3 separate regions of the Sus scrofa genome follow, and all the other regions are linked to region 1. Evidence: chromatin contacts called from public HiChIP or PLAC-seq and promoter capture Hi-C data. All regions are on one chromosome and are shown on one strand. The core of a region is the stretch at or near the end of the contact, and the rest is flanking DNA. Distances in the headings are between cores, read along the strand shown.

Region 1 (2,972 bases), core at 30-2,529:
TGTTATTATTTATTTAATTATTTATTTATTTGGGGAGTGAAAAGTCAAATATGACAACATATTTTAACACATATTTAACCTTCCTTCCAACAGTCTTCTGGAGAATGTGATGAAAACTATGGACTAGCACCGTCCAATGAAAACATCATGCCTGTCGACATAGGTAATTTAAAACGTCTTAGTGTCATATTCAAAAAACAGGCAAAACTAATTTTAATTATATGTTTAACCAAACACTAAAAAATTCTTATCCTTTCAACATGCAATCAGTTTAAAATTATTGATGTATTTTACATTGTATTTTTTTATACCAAGTCTTCAAAATCCAGTGTGCATTTTTACACTTTCATTACAGCTCAATTTGGGCACTAAATTTTCAATGATTAAGTCAAATGTAGTCCTACCCAAATAATTTGTGTTTAACATAAGCATGTTACCCTGCTTCAGTTTTTAATTTAAAGCAAACTTGTGTAAAACAAACAATTCAGGGTCTCAGTCACAGTAGCCATGTTTCAAATGTTCACTAGCGGCTACCGTTTTGGACTGCATCTTCTCTAGAATTTCGTTTGTCCTTCTAGTGTATTCATGGACCTCGTGATCCGTGCTTTACATGTCACTTGGTTAAGAATTGTCTTTTTCACGTTTTATAAGGCAATTCACAGTTTTGAAGAAGCCAAAAAGTTACTTTCCATATGGCCACTATTCAAATTTACTTGTGAATAAATTCCTTGAGCTAAATCAAACAATCTTCTACAAACTGGAAACTGAACCACTGAGCTGGACTTAGAAAAGTAAGTTGAGGTTATAGTGGTTGAACCACTTTGGGCAGCTGCTCTGTATCTCGATCTTCTGGTTTGATCAGAGGACCTAACTTCTAATATTAAAGTGACTGATTTTCACCTTCCTGCTCAGTAAACTTCAGGGTCTTCACTTCTTAGGGCACACAAAGCTCTCTCAAAAAAACCAGGCAGTAGCCGCGGAACTTGCATACTGATAGGGATTTATCAAAAGCCCTCTCCTATTTTTAGCCAAAGCAACTGCTTGCCAATTCAGTTTCTGGAGAGAGAAATGCTTCCAGTACAAAACATTCAGGCGGGGCGGACAAAAATCCCCTAAGACTACTCCCACCGAAACTAGGTAGTGCAATTGTTTTTCCGCGACGGCTTCAGCTCGCCCCAGCAAGCCCGCGAGCTGGGCGCCGCCGCAAGCAGCCTGCTCCCAGCGCGGCGCAGCCCTGCCCGGCCCGAGGGCGTGGCCGGGAGCCGAGGGGGCGTGTCCTGGCGCGGGGGCGGGGCGGGTGGGAGGAGCCAGGAGGCGGAAGTTCCCGCGGGCGGCGGGGAAGGCGCACGCAACGGAGTCACTTGTCAGCTCTCGTCTGAGGCGGAGGCAGAGCCGCTGCGGCCCCGAGGTGAGTTGCCGTCCGCCGGGGATGTACGTCTGCGATCCCCGGTAGGAAGGAGGGAAAGAAGGGGTGGCCGTGCGCCGAGCGCTTGGGTGGACGCTCAGCTAGGGGAGAGGAGAGGCGCGCTGAGCGCTGGGAGGTTTCTCAGGTGTTTGCTGGACGCCCAACGGCTTGGGAGGAGAAGCGCCCTGGAAAAGGCGGCGCGGGAGTGGGCGCCAGGCCAGAGGACGGGCACCGGAGCCCGGGAGGGCCGGCACGAGCGCGGCGGAGGCAGGGACGCGGGACCCGGGCGCCCGGCGTGGCGAGCGCGAGCGCGGAGGGGCTCCCCGGGCACCCCCGCACCGACCTGCGATCCGGCTGCGGGGCGCCGCCGGGCACCCACCTAGGCGTCCCGGGGCACAATCGTCCTGTGCGAATCTCCGGGCGGTGTGGGTGGGAAGCGGGGCTAAACGGGAATGGCGTGTGCATTTTTTTTTATTTGCTCTCACGCCGAGAAGCGTGTATTTCCCCCGCATATTTAGGATTGTGTAACCTGTTAGGGGGAAACTTCCGTGCGTCCAGAAATAAAAGCTTTTTTAAAAAAACAAATCTGCCGTGAACGCCGGATTTATTAGTACTTGCGTACTTGTTGGGGCTTTTTAAAGGCTGTGCCTTCGGTTCGTTTGACAATAAGTGGAAAAAGGAAGGGCGTATGGACAGGGCAGAGCTTGGAAAGAAAATTCGTGGCTGCGCTGGGCAGGGCAGGTCTAGGGTGTGATCGCCAGATCCTATCCCAAGTCCGCCTTCCTGACCACGAGGACATCGCAACCCGCCTGGCCTCGGAAACAGCCGGCTCGGGAACCTTATTTGGCAAACAGGGCTAGGCGTGAACCTCTCCGCTGGCAAACTGTCTCGTCGCCTGCTTTCATCCAGTGCCTGTGGCTTTAGTTCTTTCACTCTATCTCCGCAGTCTCTGAGTCTGCGGAAAAAGAATCTCAAGATACTGCTTTAATTGCAGACTCTTCTTGTCACTCCCAGCAATTCATCAGGAGTTTTCCTTTCCCTCTTCCCACCCACCAAAGAAGCTTAGATAGAAGTGTGGGAAATACCAAGCTTCCTTCCCAAGTACTTGAGTGAAGACATCGTTCGGACTTTCCCTAAAGGAAATCCAGCACCATACAGAAGTTCCAACATTTTCTACATGTTTGAAAGCGGAGAGGCTGCTTGCTATTTCCTGCCTGCTTGGTATTTTAGGCAGACTTTGGGCATTAATAACCAGAGGAGAGACACCTGGAAAAGGCCAATAATGTTACCGTTGCTTAAGGGATCAGAATATTTTAAGGCAGGTGGAGCTAGCAAAGGGAGAATACTGGAAAGGAAATGACATGGACTAGGAATGAACTGACACGGGTTCCTGTAGTGTGGCCGTGACCTGGCCAGCGCTAGAAATTTTAATAACAAATGAGGGAAATCAGGAAGGAAACTCCAAGTAAGGGGAAGTTGCAGGTACATGGGTTAATATATGAATTAAATACATTTTCTTGTAGGGAACAATGAGATCAGAGGAAGTTGAGCCTGACTTTCACATTCT
Region 2 (2,982 bases), core at 240-2,739, 95 kb after region 1:
TCCTCTCAGACACTACATCAGGTTCTTAACACACTGAGCCACGACGGGAAATTCCTTGAAGTAGCTTTTAAAATATAAAGCTAAAGTTATCTGTGGTAAAAGGTATCAAATCATCAGGAATGTCAACTTTTTAAACTTTAATGTTTTATAATTTTTACTTAATAGATTCAACCCTAGGATTCCTTTTGGCAACAGGCCCTTCCTTTTTCAAATCTAAATATGTGATGGATTTAAGGTATTAGAAATTTCATCTGGTTTATGTTGTGGTTATCTTAATTAGCATCAGAACATTTGGTTTGCAGTTAGTAAAATTAGTAATTTTATGCTTAAGGGGAAAAAAAAACATTTCTCTAAAGTTAGTGATAGGCATTCCTGTTGTGGCGCAGCAGAAATGAATCTGACTAGGAACCATGAGGTTGCGGGTTTGATCCCTGGCCTTGCTCAGTGGGTTAAGGATCCGGCGTTGCTGTGACCTGTGGCATAGGTCTCAGATGTGGCTCGGATCTGGCGTTGCTGTGGCTGTGGCATAGGCAGGCAGCTGCAGCTCCTATTCAACCCCTAGCCTGGGAACCTCCATATGCCACGCCTGTAGCCCTAAAAAGCAAAGATAAAATAAAAATAAAAACGGAGTTAGTGGTAAAACTTCAGTTATCTTCCAAATCTAAGGGCATAGCTAATTCTTATCTGAATTTTTTCGATAAATTGGAATTAAATACATTAGTTCTTTTTAAATGTTTACTATTAACATTTCCATGAAAGTCTTTCAAGAATTATTTCTTTGTGTATTAGTTTCTTATTGTAGCTGTAACAAATTACCACAAACTTACTGGCTGAAAAAAAACCACAGATTTATCTTAAAATTGTGGAGATTAGCAGTCCAAAATGGGTCTCACTGAGCTAAAAATTAAGGGGTTGGCAGGCTTGCCTTCCTTTCTGGGGCTCTGAGGCAAGTGTGATCTCTTTTTGCATCTTCTGGAGACTTCCTGCTTGCTTTGGCTCCCATTTTTTCCATCCTCAAAGGCGTCGAATGTTACAGAGGCTCTCACCGCACATTCTTCTGCCTTCCCTCTTCCATAGTTGAGGACTGCTGTCTTTATGTTGGCCCACCGGATAATCCAAGATAATCTCCCTATTTTGAGATCATCTGATTAACAGCTTTAATTCCACTCTAAGGGTCCTTACCTCTCCATTGCCATGTAATTTAACATTATTGATGGTTCTGGAAGGTTAGGATTAGAGACATTTGAACCATTGTTCTGCCTACCATGCTTTGCCTTCCTAGTGTGGAATTACTTATACCGATCTGACTGTCACTGTATAGATTGCAGGAGATAGGAGATCTGACCGATTTATTTTATCACCGTCTACTGCCCCAAAGGGAAATTAAAAGTCCCTTCCAAGCTTCCCCTCAGCTTGGTTGGTGGGCCTTCTTTGTGGCTCACTAGCACTCGTTGTGGGTGACTGTACTTCTGCAAACACCGTAGAGATTTTCTGCATCAGCGTCACTAAGGGCTATGGTTGGGATACGTATCAGGGTTTTGGCAGCTCTTCTCACTCCTGGGAAGTTCAGTGCTATTGAATGATCGTTCTGTTGCTGACTGTCTTTATTACCAAGAAGCTCATTCCCATCCATATCATCCCATCTCTCACCCTCCCACCTCTTGCCATTAGCACAGTCGATGTATCTGACTCTCAGTCACTTAGGGTGCCAGTTTTTTAAGACCTCTGATCTTTGTCGGAGTCTGGTCTTGCCCTGGTCTTCTTGCTGTCTGCTGCACCCTTCGTTCTTCACATTTTCTCCTTTGTGTATAAGAGTGCTTTCTTTTGGGTTTGTTTTTTTAGGATGAAGAAATGGAATTTTGAGTAACTTGCACAAGGTTACTCATCAGTGGCTCATTCGGGATTTGAATGAGAGCCCATCCAGGAGAGCCTGTGCCTTACTGCTCCACTGAATTGCTATCCAGCATTCATTGCGAACCCTGAGCCTTTTCTTTGAAATTCCTTTGTCCTGATATTTGCATAAAAAAGGCTTTGCAACTAGAAGGGAGAACCTTCCATTGAACGTAATTTCATTTACCACCGGGAAGATAGGTGTAGGGTGGACTGATGCTTTCACTCTGCCTTCCCCTTTAGAGGACTGAAATGGGCAGTCCGAGGGGCAATACCTATGTTTTGGTAGCTTCAGTGGAAACAGTTCTTATACACCCGGTTCTCAACATTGGAGGAGATAAGGACTTGAGCTGTGTTTGTGACATTCTTCCAGGAGAAGATAAGAATGGAAATAAAGGGGTGAACCAAAAGACATCAGATATGAAGTGACTGTTTACTCCCTGTGAGTCACATTATTGGCTTTAGAAGCATGTTAGGAATTCATCTAATCTTCTTCAGGGCACACCCACTTCCCCCTAAGCCTACTAGAGTTCACCCAGTCTTTCTCAGCTCACCACTGTGCTGTGCAGTCCCCCTGCCAGTGGTGATTTGAGGTCCTGGGCCTGGCCAGACTTCCTATTCTGTCTCAGTTTCTTCCTTATATACATGAGTACCTGACTAACAAATATTTCACCTAATCTCAGATGTCCTATTGCCTAGGCAGTATTTCTGGGAGCTGAAAAAGCCATTGACGGTACTAAATCCATAACGATGGTCACTTTGTCCTCTGATTCATGTTTTACTTTATTTGGCTACTCTTCCTAGTTTCGTACATCCTTGGTTTCCATGAATTTTTTTTTTTTTTTTTTTTTTTTTGCAGGAAACATCCATTTTATGCATATTTGCTCTGTCTTAAGGTTTAGGACACTGTATGCAGAGTTAATGTTGTTCCTTGATTTGCATGCTAGTACTGTGTTTGGGCCAATATAATGCCTGATGCTTCATATTCTTAGGTACAGTCAGGAGATTCTGTACAACTAACTATATACAGTTAGTTGCAAATGACTTCTGTACTCCTTCATTTCTTTCTTCCTTTCTTTTGCTTTTTCACTC
Region 3 (2,700 bases), core at 90-2,589, 120 kb after region 1:
TGTATTGCTGGAAGTCTATGAAAATCCAGTTGTGCATATGGTTTGTTATTGATACCTACTCTCTTAGTATGAATTTTTTTTTTTTTTTTTTTGTCTTTTGTTGTTGTTGCTATTTCTTGGGCCACTCCCGCGGCATATGGAGGTTCCCAGGCTAGGGGTCCAATCGGAGCTGTAGCCACCGGCCTATGCCAGAGCCACAGCAATGCGGGATCCGAGCCGCGTCTGCAACCTACACCACAGCTCACGCAACGCCAGATCGTTAACCCACCGAGCAAGGGCAGGGACCGAACCCGCAACCTCATGGTTCCTAGTCGGATTCGTTAACCACTGCGCCACGACGGGAACTCCTCTTAGTATGAATTTTGACCACATTTATTGTTCAAGGGCTTTTTGATAACATCATGGAAGAGCCACAAAAATGTAGATATATACAAATGGAACACCTAATTTTTCAAAGGCAGATTATCTGCTTTGCAAATCCTGTTAGTTTCTTATTAGTAATAAAGTGCTATATTGATCATATTTTTTTTTTTCACTCTACCTGGTTGGAGCTGGAAGAGAAGACATATTAAACAGAAGTAATTATCCGACTTCACATTGCGGCTCAGCGGAAATGAATCTGACTAGTATCCATGAGGACACAGGTTCAATCCCTGGCCTCACTCAGTGGGTTAAGGATCTGGTGTTGCCATGAGCTGCGATGTAGGTCACAGATCTGGCATTGCTGTGGCTGTGGCATAGGCTACAGCTCTGATTAGACCCCTAGCCTGGAAACCTCCATATGCCACCACAGGTGCGGCCCTAGAAAAGACCAAAAAATAGAAAGAAGGAAAGAAAGAAAGAAGGAAGGAAGGAAGGAAGGAAGGAAAGGAAGAAAGAAAGAAGGAAGGAAGGAAGGAAGGAAGGAAGGAAGGAAGGAAAGGAAAGGAAAGAAAGAAAGAAAGAAAAAAAGAAAGAAAGAAAGAAAGAAAGAAAGAGAAAGAAAGAGGAAATTAACATCATGCCCTAAAGAAGATATATAGTAGGCTTTGAAATAATGCATCTCTGTAATAGAGCACATGTTTATATCAATCCCAAAAGTGTTATAATCCATGTCTTTTCTTTTGGCAGAAAAGAATGGGAAAGAAGGAAGTTATGCTTTTCAGCTTCTCTTACAGAAAGCATGGTGCATCCATTTTAGTTCTTCTAGAAGTAAAAAAAAAAAAAAAAAGAAAATACATCACTAATAGTTTCATTTATAGTATGTAGGAGCAGAGGCGAGAGAGATTTTTAGTAGCCTTTACCATATATTAGCAAAGGAACTGAGGTGCCGAGTAGCACAGTTAAAAATAGAGCTTAAAATGTCACCCTTAATCCAATAATATTAAACCTGTCCCTTTACCAAGCTTCAGTGTCAGCGCCCTCTGGTGTGAATTTTGTTTGAATGGGTGGTTTGGAAGTTTTGATGGATCATTCGGTCTCAGAGTGTGAAAGATGAGGTAGAGGAGTTAAGAGGGATTGAAAGCTAGTGTCCTGCAACCACAGGAGGAATAATGAGAAGCCCCACTCTCATTTCTTTTGCCTGTCAGTGTCTGAACAAATTGTAATTTCCATTATGCAGAGTGATGATGAGGTTTAGATTCCAAAAGAGCTGTGGTCCTGGAATGTTTGTTATAGTCAAAACCATGCAATAGACTAGGGGTTGGCAAACTCTGACCTACAGGCCAAAAATCTATTCCCCACCTGGTTTTTATTAAAAAAAAAAAAAAAAAAAAAAAAAAAAGGTTTATTGGAACACAGTCATGCTCACTACATTTTGACTCCATCATCTTTCTTGCTATCATGGCAGAGCAGAGTAGTGAGCCTAGATCTTGTGACCCGGAAGTCTAAAATACTGGCTTTCTGACCCTTTACAGTAGAGACTGCCAGTTTTTTGTTTGTTTGTTGTGTTTTTTTTGTCTGTGGCGTGCAGCAGCTTGATAGAGGGTCTCAGTTCCCAGACCAGGGATTGAACCCAGGCCACAGTGTTGAAAGTACCAGGTCCTAACCACTAGAGCACCAGGGAACTCCCAAGTCTGCCATTTCTTAACAATGGGTCTCCTTGTATGAAATTTTTGATTGAAACAGTATATTCACTCTGAAAGAATTTTACTTACGAGAAGAAGGAATTATCCTGAACTTTGAAATTCCCTTTATATAACCTCGAATACATCTAAAATGCTATATAATCTCTATAACATTCTTTTTGATAGAAATTATTTTATAAATACTAATTTGAAAAGTGCACCTTTTTTTCCTTAAATGATTTTGAGGTTATTTTGAGTGTGGACATGAGACACAATGGACAGAGGAAACTTTCTTCCCTGATAAAAATGTTCTTGTAGAAATAAATGTACGTAAAAAAAAAAATAAATTTCTTTCATCTAAAATCAAGTAGAATAATGGGAAATTTTGCACTTATCACTATATAAAACTATCTTATTTATTGGCTTATTATCTGCCTCCTCCATTAAAATTAGTAGTATTCGGTGTGCATTTCTGAAGATCTTAATGGCATTGAATTGGGGAACACCAACCATAGAAAATAAAATAGCATGTCATGAGATGAAGAAACATTTGTTAATTTGCTGGCTCCTGCTGGATGAGATGGAGAGAGGATAATGTGAAAATTAAACTTCTTAGTGGTCCAAGTTAATTAACATTTCCAGACTTTATTTCAGA

The links. Promoter capture Hi-C pulls out the DNA fragments that hold promoters and counts their contacts. HiChIP or PLAC-seq counts read pairs in DNA pulled down with a chosen protein or histone mark.
Region 2: a contact with region 1 is called in a promoter capture Hi-C map of liver, with 4 times the contacts expected there. The contact joins the enhancer-like site here to the promoter of PDLIM5 in region 1. A contact is called at or near these places in 2 of 5 promoter capture datasets (both in liver), 6 of 47 Hi-C or Micro-C datasets (fetal heart ventricle, fibroblasts, liver and 1 more) and 2 of 2 datasets of contacts at active chromatin or transcription factors (alveolar macrophages and skeletal muscle).
Region 3: a contact with region 1 is called in an H3K27ac HiChIP or PLAC-seq map of skeletal muscle. The contact joins the enhancer-like site here to the promoter of PDLIM5 in region 1. A contact is called at or near these places in 9 of 47 Hi-C or Micro-C datasets (brain, embryonic fibroblasts, fetal liver and 4 more) and 2 of 2 datasets of contacts at active chromatin or transcription factors (alveolar macrophages and skeletal muscle).

Annotation. Positions count from the first base shown.
Region 1 is chr8:125,258,276-125,261,247 of Sscrofa11.1, reverse strand. It overlaps PDLIM5 (PDZ and LIM domain protein 5), which reads left to right and starts at 1,279. Exons shown (of 18, transcript XM_021101756.1): 1 at 1,279-1,408.
Region 2 is chr8:125,163,133-125,166,114 of Sscrofa11.1, reverse strand. All of the region lies in intron 3 of PDLIM5 (PDZ and LIM domain protein 5), which reads left to right. Among named protein-coding and RNA genes, the nearest start is that of PDLIM5, 95 kb to the left of the region's middle. Within about 2 kb of position 1,489, at least 25 of the 83 cell types and tissues checked have an H3K27ac peak or open chromatin away from gene starts, as enhancers often do. A contact at or near this core is called in liver, where this site is marked.
Region 3 is chr8:125,141,415-125,144,114 of Sscrofa11.1, reverse strand. All of the region lies in intron 3 of PDLIM5 (PDZ and LIM domain protein 5), which reads left to right. Among named protein-coding and RNA genes, the nearest start is that of PDLIM5, 120 kb to the left of the region's middle. Within about 2 kb of position 1,339, at least 1 of the 83 cell types and tissues checked has an H3K27ac peak or open chromatin away from gene starts, as enhancers often do. A contact at or near this core is called in skeletal muscle, where this site is marked.